2 separate regions of the Sus scrofa genome follow, and region 1 is linked to region 2. The links are chromatin contacts, called in public promoter capture Hi-C maps. All regions are on one chromosome and are shown on one strand. Each heading gives the region's core, a stretch centred on a gene start, on an enhancer-like site or on the middle of the called end of the contact. The rest is flanking DNA. Distances are from core to core; before and after follow the strand shown. Region 1 holds the start of LYST (lysosomal-trafficking regulator). Region 2 overlaps LOC110256722 (a long non-coding RNA gene).

Region 1 (4,515 bases), core at 298-2,797, 53 kb after region 2:
TAGCAGATACAAACTACTATCTATAAAATAAACAAAGTCCTACTGCACAGTGCCTGGAACTATATGCAATAGCTTGTAATAACCTATAATGGAAAAGAATTTGAAAAATAATAGATATACATGTATATGTATAACTGAATCACATTGCTGTGCACTAGAAACTAACACAACTTTGTAAATCAACTCTACTTCAATAAAATAGATTTTTTTTTCTTTTTTGGCCACACCCATGGCATATGGAAGTTCCTGAGCCAGGGATTGATTCTGAGCCACAGCTGTCACCTATGCCATAGCTGTGGCTATGCTCAATTCTTAACCTGCTGCACCACAATGGGAACTCCTAAAATAAAACTAAAAAAAAAAAAAAAAAAAATACATATATATATATAAATATATATATATATATATACACACACACACAAATAATTGAGAGGAATAAAGCAACTACTTGAGAACTTAAAAACTAATTGAAAAAATAAATAAATTTTTAAAAAATCAAAAATAAATATATGAAAGAAGTGCAGGGAGTTTCTGTCATGCCTCAGCAGAAAAGAATCTGACTAGCATTCATGAGGATGTGGGTTCGATCCCTGGCCTCGCTCAGTGAATTAAGGATCTGGCATCGCTGGGAGTTGTGGTGTAGGTCAAAGATACGGCTTGAATCTGATGTTGCTGTGGCTGTGGCGTAGGCCAGCAGCTGCAACTCAGACTCAACCCCTACCCTGGGAACCTCCATATGCTGCAGGTGGGGCCCTAAAAAGTAAAAAAAAAAAAAAAGTGTGGCATTGAACAAGTCTCAGATTTCTTATCTATAAAATAAACAAATGTTTTTTATTATTAATAATAAAATATTAATCCAGAAATCCATAATAGGCATGGGATTGAAAATATGAGAGTATTTGTAATCAAATTTTTATAAAAAATAATAGGAGTTCCTATTGTGGCTCAGCGGTAACAAATCTAACTAGTAGCCATGAGGATATGAGTTCAATCTCTGACCTCGCTCAGTGGTTAAGGATCTGTCATTGCTATGAGCTGTGGTGTAGGTCACAGATGCAGCTCGGATCCCTCATTGCTGTGGCTATGGTGTAGGCTGGCAGCTGCAGCTCTGATTTGACCTCTAGCCTAGGAACTTCCATATGCTGTGAGTGAGGACCTAAAAAGCAAAGATAGATAGATAGATAAATAAATAAATACAAAAAGAATAACAGCAGAAGAAAAAAAAAAAAAGAGAGAGGGAGAGGCAGATGTCAGCACAAAAGAAGGGCAGAAATACTACACTACGAGTTTGGTGAAAGTGGCAGTGGCTTGGTGTTTAGTTTGTTTCTATGTCCTCCAAGTGGCTGCAGAATTCTCAAAACAAGAGTGATGATGCTCCTTGCAAACATAGGCCCTCCCCCTCTGCCAGAGAATCAGAGCACTCTGACTCACAGAAGCCACCACAAAATCACTAACTGGAAAGCCCTGCTGCAGCTCCACTGCAAAGAAATTGAACTTGATTTGCCAGATACGCCACGTGATCCAAGCAGGGCCTCCTGCCAAAGAGCCAGAGGGAGAGGGCCACTTGCCTTCCTGGGAGCACAGACCGCCTAGCCTCATCACCAAACGGAGAGGCAGCAGAGGGCTTTACAAGAAGTCATTTCCAATGATGATTTGGCTTTGAAAAGGGTGGCTGCAGTGCCAGCGTGTTTGGTGCATTGCCTCTTTGGGCTGAGGATCCATTCTTCCCACGGAGAAGTTGTGTCATGAGGTTCTTGTGGTGCATAAAGCTACCCTTCCCCATCTGCTCCTGCAGCTTCCTCTGGTGACATCGGAAAGGCTGCAGGGTTCGCCATTGCCATCTAATGGGGCTTCAGGCTGTTCAACTCAACTGTGCATGCTCTGATAATGCCAGGAGAATGATGCAACCCTAAGTCAGCTGAACAGAAGCCGGAAGTTAACTGCAAACAAGTGACCCAGCTTGCATAACAACATGGTCCTCCAGTTTCACTGCAGCAAGAGTAGATGGCTGCTAATTAGCCGGCAGTGAAGATGCCTACAGAGTGATGACAACAAGGAAGAGTTCCTGGCTCCCTGGAAAAAGGTAATCACCTTACAGATAGGATTCAAGTGTTTCTGAGACACCCACCCTCCAGTGGCAGCCAAGTGTGTGGACAGCTTTGGTGGGCAGGCTAGGTAAAGGCTGAGAGCTGTAGGACCACCAGGGAAGGGGATAAGCAGATGAACTCCTGGCCACCCAGGTGCTCTCAGGAGCTGCTTCCTGCAGACTGCTTGCTCTGAGAGGAAGGAGAAGGAAGATACCTGTCTGGAATGGGCTGAGCCAATGACCCTCAATGGAGAGATTCCAGCTGTCATTCTTGGATGTCAGTACAGTGAGGTTGTTCATCCTGAGCACAGCACAGGTGTAAGGACTCACACAGTAAGTGGGTGCTGATGGGCTCCCCTGGGGTGTTATTAGACAAGGTGCATCAACCCAATACAGTCAAGAGGTACTTCCTCTCTCACCCCTCACTGCCAGCCCTATCTAACCCTTCAGCCTCTATCATATTCCTGCTCTATGATAAGAAGAGCTCAAGTGCTACTATTTAGGAGGCTTTAGACTGGTCTAGGAGGAGAAGGGAGACAGCATAGAGCTAAGGATGGAAGTGGCGAATTATGAAGGGATAAATAAGAAATTCTGTGGCTGGAGTGGTGGGGGAAGGGAAAGACTGTGAATGAGATTAGAGGGAAAGCTCGGAGAAACCAGAATGCCTGCCAGATGGAGAGAGGTGCTGAGCCTAGGATGGAAGTCAGGGGTTTAGAGATTGGGATGGAAGAACAAGCCCAAGTAGGGTTGAGCAATTGTTCTGAGCCAGGAGACTGGAAGAGCTTGGGAGTGGGTCAGCCTGGCTGGGGAGGTGGATGAAGAAGATGAAAAGAGAGAAGTGGATGAAAAGACAACTCCATCTACTCAGAAGCCCAGTAGCCTTGTCTGATTCTGCTCCATGAAGCTTCTCACCCCCCACTTCTGGCTGGTTCCCACATTCTGCTCAACAGCCCTCTCTGTTCCCATGACTTCTCCATTTGGGTCCTCATCATCTTTCTGAGACAACTTCCAGAGTCTCCCCACCAGGCTCCCTGCCTCTAGTCTCTCTCCCCTCCAATCCATCCCTCACACAACTTCCGAACCTTATCTTTTCAAAATGCAAGCTTGGTCACATCCCCAAACTTAAAGGACTCCAGTGGCTTCCCACTGCCTGCAGAAAAAAAACCCCAAACATCTCGCCTGGCATGTAGGAGGCTTCCAGATCCCCCCTCACCCTGTCATTGGAGCTTCAACTCTTGTAACTTACCTGCAAGTACCCAGTCCCCCAGATAATCTGTGGTTCTTGAATATTACCTTGTAATCGCCTTCCTACTTCCCAAAGTTACTCCCTCAGCCCAGAATACCCTTTCCTTCTGTCCCGCCTACCAAACCTCTTCTCATTTTTCAAGACAAAACCACCTCCTCCGAGAAGTCTTCCTCATACTCCTCCCTCTGGATTACAGTGAATTGTTCTGTCTCCTAGTCCCTGTGTGTGTTAAAATATATAAAGTCTAACATTTGCCACTATAACCATATTAAGTGTATAGTTCTGTGGCATTAAGTATATTCACATTCATTGTGCAACCATCATCACCATCCATTGCCCGAACTTTTTCATCCCCTCTCAAACTAATACTCTGTCCCTGTTAAACAATGACTCATTATTCCCCCCTCCAGGCTCTGAAAACCATCATTCTACTTTCTACCTATGCACTTAATTACTCTGTCTCATATAAGTGGAATCACATATTTCACTTTGTGCCTGGCTTCTTTCATTTAGCATAACACCTTCAAGGTTCATTCATGTTGTAGCAGGTGTTAGAATTTCCTTCCTTTTTAAGGCTGAATAATATTCCACACTATGGATAGACCACATTTTGCTGATCTAGTCATTCATCAAGGATGCTTGGGTTGCTTCCATCTTTTGATTATCGTGAACGAGGCTACTATGAACCTCAGAGTTCCAAGTATTTGTTCGAGTCCCGGCTTTCAATTCTTTAGGGAGAGAACATAGAAGTGGAATTGCTGGGTCGCGTGGTAATTCGCATTCCTTTTCCCTCGAAGGTAATTGTGCCTAGGAAGTGTGTGTCTTCAATAACATAATGTAGCCATATATAAATTCCCTGGAATAATGTTCAATTATTAAAGCACAGCAAAACCCCAGAAAGAGTATTTGACCCTCCCCTGCAGTTAAAGTATGTTTTCCACACAGAGAAGTTGCCAACCAGTTGAAACGTGACAATGTTGTTAACGCTGAAACTCTAAAATTAGACTCTGGCAAAACACTTCTGAAAAAAATCCTTTCAAGAAATCCAGTTGGTAAGTTTGGTAGTTAGGAGTCTGTCACGACTTGCTTGGGAATTTGGAATCAAGAAACCCAAGTTCCAGCCCTGGCCTGCCTGTTACTAACAGTAAGTTACCTAATTCTCTAGGCTCTGGTTTGACCATCA
Region 2 (5,089 bases), core at 1,205-3,704:
TGACCCAATAATGTCCTTTAGAGAAATCACTCTTCCCTCTTCCAGGATCCAGTGTTGCTTGCAGTGGCCAGGTCAACTTAGTCTCCTTTCCGTGGGGACAGCTCCTGGGCTCTGTTTCTCCTGTCACGTAGAGCAGAGTTTGTAAAGCACCGCGGGGACAGCTCCTGGGCTCTGTTTCTCCTGCCACGTAGAGCAAAGTTTGTAAAGCACCCTGCACTGTGGTTTGTCTCGTTTGTTCCTCATGATTAGGTTCAGACGATGCGCTTTGGGCGGAAATGCCAAATAACGATATCTTCCTAGTGCATCGCACAGAGAGGCGCAGATCATCTGTGGGGAGATACTATGAAACTGTAAATATCCTGTTCCTCTCAAACGTGCTGCCAGCTGTTTGTAGGACAAATGGGAGGCCACCCACTCCCAGTCTGCACCTGACCACCCGGGCTCTCCCTCTTGCCGTGTGCACCCCCGCCCCCACAGCGCCCACCTCTCTACCCCCACTTGGAGGACCTGGTCCTCTCATCCCCTCCCTCTCCCCCAACCCCATCACAAAGGTTTGCCGCAGATCAGAGACTCCATAGGCTTGTCAAATCAAAATAAATAAAAAATGCACCCTCTGAGATTCTGTCTGCCTGCTCAGGAATGGTCCCCTAAACAGAGGTCCTTTTTGGAGTGATTCATTTATAGTTGAGGTGGGGCCTCTGAGAACACAAATATCCTTCTTTTCCTCTGACTGTAGGGGGTTCAGACTGAAGGAACATGTAAAGAAGGAAGGAAGGAGACAGGGAGGGAGAGGGAGGAAGGGAGGAGGGGAGGAAGGAGGGATGGGGGAAGAGGAGGGAGAGGGGCATTTAATATGAGTCACCTTCCAATCCCGCACCTCTATGCCCCTCGGAGCAGGGCAAAAAGACCACCTCGGTGTCCCTCACTAGAGGAAGAGCTAAGCATAGTGCCATGAATGCGTACGCATTTAGTTCTTCAACAAATATTTATTAAGAACCTATTGTTGGCACTATCAGTCTGGCACTGTTCTAACTGCCGAGGATGCCACTGTGTTTAAAACACAGTTCCTTGGTGTTCCCATTGTAGCTCAGCATGTAAAGAACCCAACATAGCGTCCGTGAGGATGCGGGTTCAGTCCCCAGCCTCGTTCAGTGGGTTAAGGATCTAGCATTGCCATAAGCTGCAGTTTAGGTCACAGAGGTGGCTCAGATCTGCTGTGGCTGTGGTGTAGGCTGGCAGCTGCAGCTCCAATTCGACCCCTAGCCCAGGAACTGCCATATGCTGCAGGCAGCTATAAAAAGATTAAAAACAAAACAAAACAAAACAAAAAAAAACCAACACAGTTCCCACTCTCATGGAATACACATTTCGGTCAGTGTTAACAGACAGTAAACAAGGGTTATCCACGTGCATACACACACACACATATGCACTCAAGCCAGGGGTATGGTGGGAGAGGTAGGGATGGAATACTTGGCACCATCAGAAGTAATAAACTAGATTTACAAACAGTAGTGTGAATATAACTTAAAAAAGTAGCCCATTGAAAGAAGACATAGAATAAAATGGATGGCAGAGTACTATGTATTGAACTTAAAAAACACATATACAGGATGTTACACATGTGTGTGTATATATATGAATACACATGAGTGTACATTCAGATGTACACCTATATGTAAGACCTTGTACATAAGCAGTGTTAGTGTGCAAACCTAATGGGGGTAAGAATGAACATTCGGAAGGGGGCTCAAGGGGAAAAACATGAAATAAAACAAGAGATGAGCTTTGCCTGGATGGATGACTAGGTGCCAGGAACTGAGATGTAAGGTTATCTCAACTGAATGCAAAAAAAGCCCCAAACCAAAAAAACAAAACAAAACAAAAGAAACCAAAAATGAGGAAGGGAGATTTTAGTTGCCAAGGATGAAGAAATGAAGGCACCATGCCCTCCTCCAAGCATGGGTGTGTGTGTAGTGGGGAGACTGAGGCCCTCTGGGGAGGGCTAGGTCTCCTTCTGGGCAGGTGTCTCCGTGCTTCTCCCCCTGCTATCACAGGGCAGTGACAAGGGCAATCCTGCTAGCAGGAGGAGGCGGGCAAGCACCAGGCAGGGATACATGACATTTGGGCAAAGGCTTAATCTTGCTAAAGCTTGGTTTCCCTTTTTGTGGATTGGACTTCACTTCAGTAATCACTTCAGAAGGTGGTGGTGGGGATTCCACGAGCCAATGCATGGATGGAAAGACTTCACTGCAAGACCTGGACCACCAGGCAGTCTGGGAAATTCTTAGTTATTATCAGCCTTCTCTTTTGCTACCCAAAAAAGATTGCCAAACTAGCTTAGCTTCAGAGCATCTTTCTGCATGCTCGGAACACAGCTGATACACTGTTGGCAGGATACCAGTAACCTCTGCCCAGCGATGCCTGCAGCTTTTGCTTTCTAAACACAGTAAAGCTGACCCTCCACTGTCAGCTCCCAGGATCAGAGGCTGGAGATCACTCTGGTACAAACTCCACCTGGGCGTGTTACCGTGCAAGAACCGGAAGAAAGCCAGCACCGCTCTGTTGATCCCCTCTCTGCCCCCTACTGACTTGCTCGTGTTTAATTTTCAATGCACTGTGCTCAGGACCCCTTCCTTTTTCTAGAAATTGAGGATTGAATCACCTAAGTGCTTGGATCAAAGCACCAGAGAGAGAGGGCGCGTGCGTGTGGGTGTGTCATCTTATTCCAAGTGGTGTCTAAGTTCACATCGCCACATTCTATTTCACAGCGTTTGCTGTCAACTCTCAGCCCAGGCCGAATAGGTCAGCCAACGTTCATGCCTGAGGCTGGCAGGTATTAGGAGCACTGTTTTGAAACCTATCCTTATCAGATGGCTCCAGGTTGCAGGGTGGCTATAGTTAGAGGACAGCCCAGAGTTTCACTGGGACAAAGGGTGGGGCTGCTCTTTGTGGCTGAGATTACAGAGCCATCCAAACTGCTCCACCCTCTGTGTGGCAGGGAACAGAGGGCAGAAGGGCTCCCTGGGTGGAGGAGAATGTGGGCATCAGCTGTGAGCTCCAGCCTGCTATGCCTCTCCCCTCAAAAGCACGCATCAGCTAGTACAAAGCTTGGGGTCAATCCCGCAGATCCACAGCAGATGCTAGATTTGAACTCCCTGTGGTCAGGGACTGTGCCTGTTCTGTTCTCCCAGAAGCTGGCATGGGACTTGGTTCAGATTAGCTGATTGGCAAGTGTTGGCAAAATCGAAACAAGGATGGAAGGAATATGATTAAAGCTTAAAACAAAAAGTAGCTCCCACATCTTTTTGCAGTGCAGCCGGCTAAGATGAATACCAGCTCTTATGCACATAACAGCCTCTCTCACTGCCATTTTAGTGGCTTCGGATATCTTTTTTTTTTCACTTTAGGAGTGCAAACTGCAGGGCCCCCCTGGGTGTTATTCACATGAACATTCTCACCAGCTTAGCGCTATAAACCTGTTTGCACCTGGGTAGCATTTATGTACCTGCAAACCGCCTCTGATGATTCATTCTCTGCCTCACTGTCCCAAGCAAGGCACTGCGGCATCTCTGGTCTCTGCTGCAGCTCCAGGTGGGAGCAGGGCCAGATGGAAATGCAACTGGCAAGGAAGGAGACACCTGGGGTCCGGTCTGAGCCTAACTGCTGAGTCAGACCCCCTGGTTCTTCAAGAAACAAGAATCAAGGTTTCCTTCTGCTGGCTGGCATTTTGCATCTGGTCTTCTGCATCCTTCCAAGGCACCTGGTTCTTCCAAGGAGCTGCTGACAGGCTGCAATCCATTCCAGGCAGACGCAAATTGCAGGAAACCAGACTGCTGGGCTGGTGCCCTGGTCAACTTTTCAAATGGAGTTTGAACTGACTTCCTTGCTGTTTACTGTGATGGCCTTTTCTAATTTTTATTTTACATTTTAAGAATGAGCCCTGGTCTTGGCAACCTGAATCATACATGACTCCAAATATGTTATTACATATGGACAATTCGCATCAAAGTTTTCCCCAGCTTTCTTAGCGTGCCGAGAGCCAAAGAAGTTTTCTGTCTCTGGATAAACAACCTCTATCAGAGAAAGTTTGTCATCTTAGTCATTGTCTTAAGTGCAGAGTTACAGAGTTGGTATTCTTTTTCTTCTCCAGCACCTCAATCTCTGTTCTGAAAGAATTTGGCCAAAAAGCCAGGATTCCAACTTGGATCCTTCCTCATCAAAAAAAAAAAAGGACTGGTTTTCCCTTTATTACAAGTCAAGTTCTGCTTAAAGAAGGGGACCATGACAGCTGTCCTCATAGCTGGGCTTCAGAAGACGAGATTTAGAATCGAAGAGTGTAGGTTTCTTGACTAACGAAGGCCATTTTCGGGTTTTCCATGTCCTGGAACCAGAGCCTTGCAGGCAGATCAGTTAAGGAGCAGTGGAAAGAGCGTGGGGTTTCAAGTAGGTTATGTTAGTTTGAAATGCTGCCTGCCCTACTGTTACCGTCTGTGTTTTCTTAGTGAAATCTAGACCTCTCAGCACGTTTGCAGTGGGAGATGGCCTAGCTGAAAGGTTCAGGCCCCAGCTCCATGCCAAGGCACCCAGGTTCAAATCATGTCCTATGTTTTCTTTTTGAACAACTTTGGGCAAATTACTTAATACACCTTGGCCTCCATGACCTCAGTTATGAGACAATTATAATACTTGTACTTATTTGTAGAGTCGTTTTGAGGATTAAACGATTTAATCTATGTATAGCTCATAGAATAATGCCAGGAACCATGGCAATCACTCAAAAAGGGGGGGAAAGCAAAGAGCTCATAATATTTACAAAATGGGGCTAATTGTGCCTACTTTGTAGGAAGATTCAAAGAGCTAACATTCAAATGCGGAACCCTGGAGTTCCCATTGTGGCTGAGCGGTAATGAACCCAACTAGTATCCATGAAGATGGGAGTTTGATCCCTGGCCTCGCTCAGTGGGTCAAGGATCCCACATTGCTGAGAGCTGTGGTCTAGGTTGCAGATGGCGTTGCTGTGACTATGGTACAGGCAGGCAGCTGCAGCTCCCACCTCTAGCCTGGGAATGCCCTAAAATGCAATCAA

What was found. Promoter capture Hi-C pulls out the DNA fragments that hold promoters and counts their contacts.
Region 1: a contact with region 2 is called in a promoter capture Hi-C map of liver, with 2.8 times the contacts expected there. The contact joins the promoter of LYST here to the enhancer-like site in region 2. A contact is called at or near these places in 2 of 5 promoter capture datasets (both in liver), 9 of 47 Hi-C or Micro-C datasets (adipose tissue, blood, liver and 3 more) and 1 of 2 datasets of contacts at active chromatin or transcription factors (alveolar macrophages).

Annotation. Positions count from the first base shown.
Region 1 is chr14:55,431,616-55,436,130 of Sscrofa11.1, forward strand. LYST (lysosomal-trafficking regulator) reads left to right here and starts at 1,548. Exons shown (of 54, transcript XM_021073151.1): 1 at 1,548-2,083.
Region 2 is chr14:55,378,182-55,383,270 of Sscrofa11.1, forward strand. The region is part of intron 1 of LOC110256722 (a long non-coding RNA gene); the gene reads left to right. Among named protein-coding and RNA genes, the nearest start is that of LYST, 52 kb to the right of the region's middle. Within about 2 kb of position 2,455, at least 11 of the 83 cell types and tissues checked have an H3K27ac peak or open chromatin away from gene starts, as enhancers often do. A contact at or near this core is called in alveolar macrophages, liver and omental adipose tissue, where this site is marked.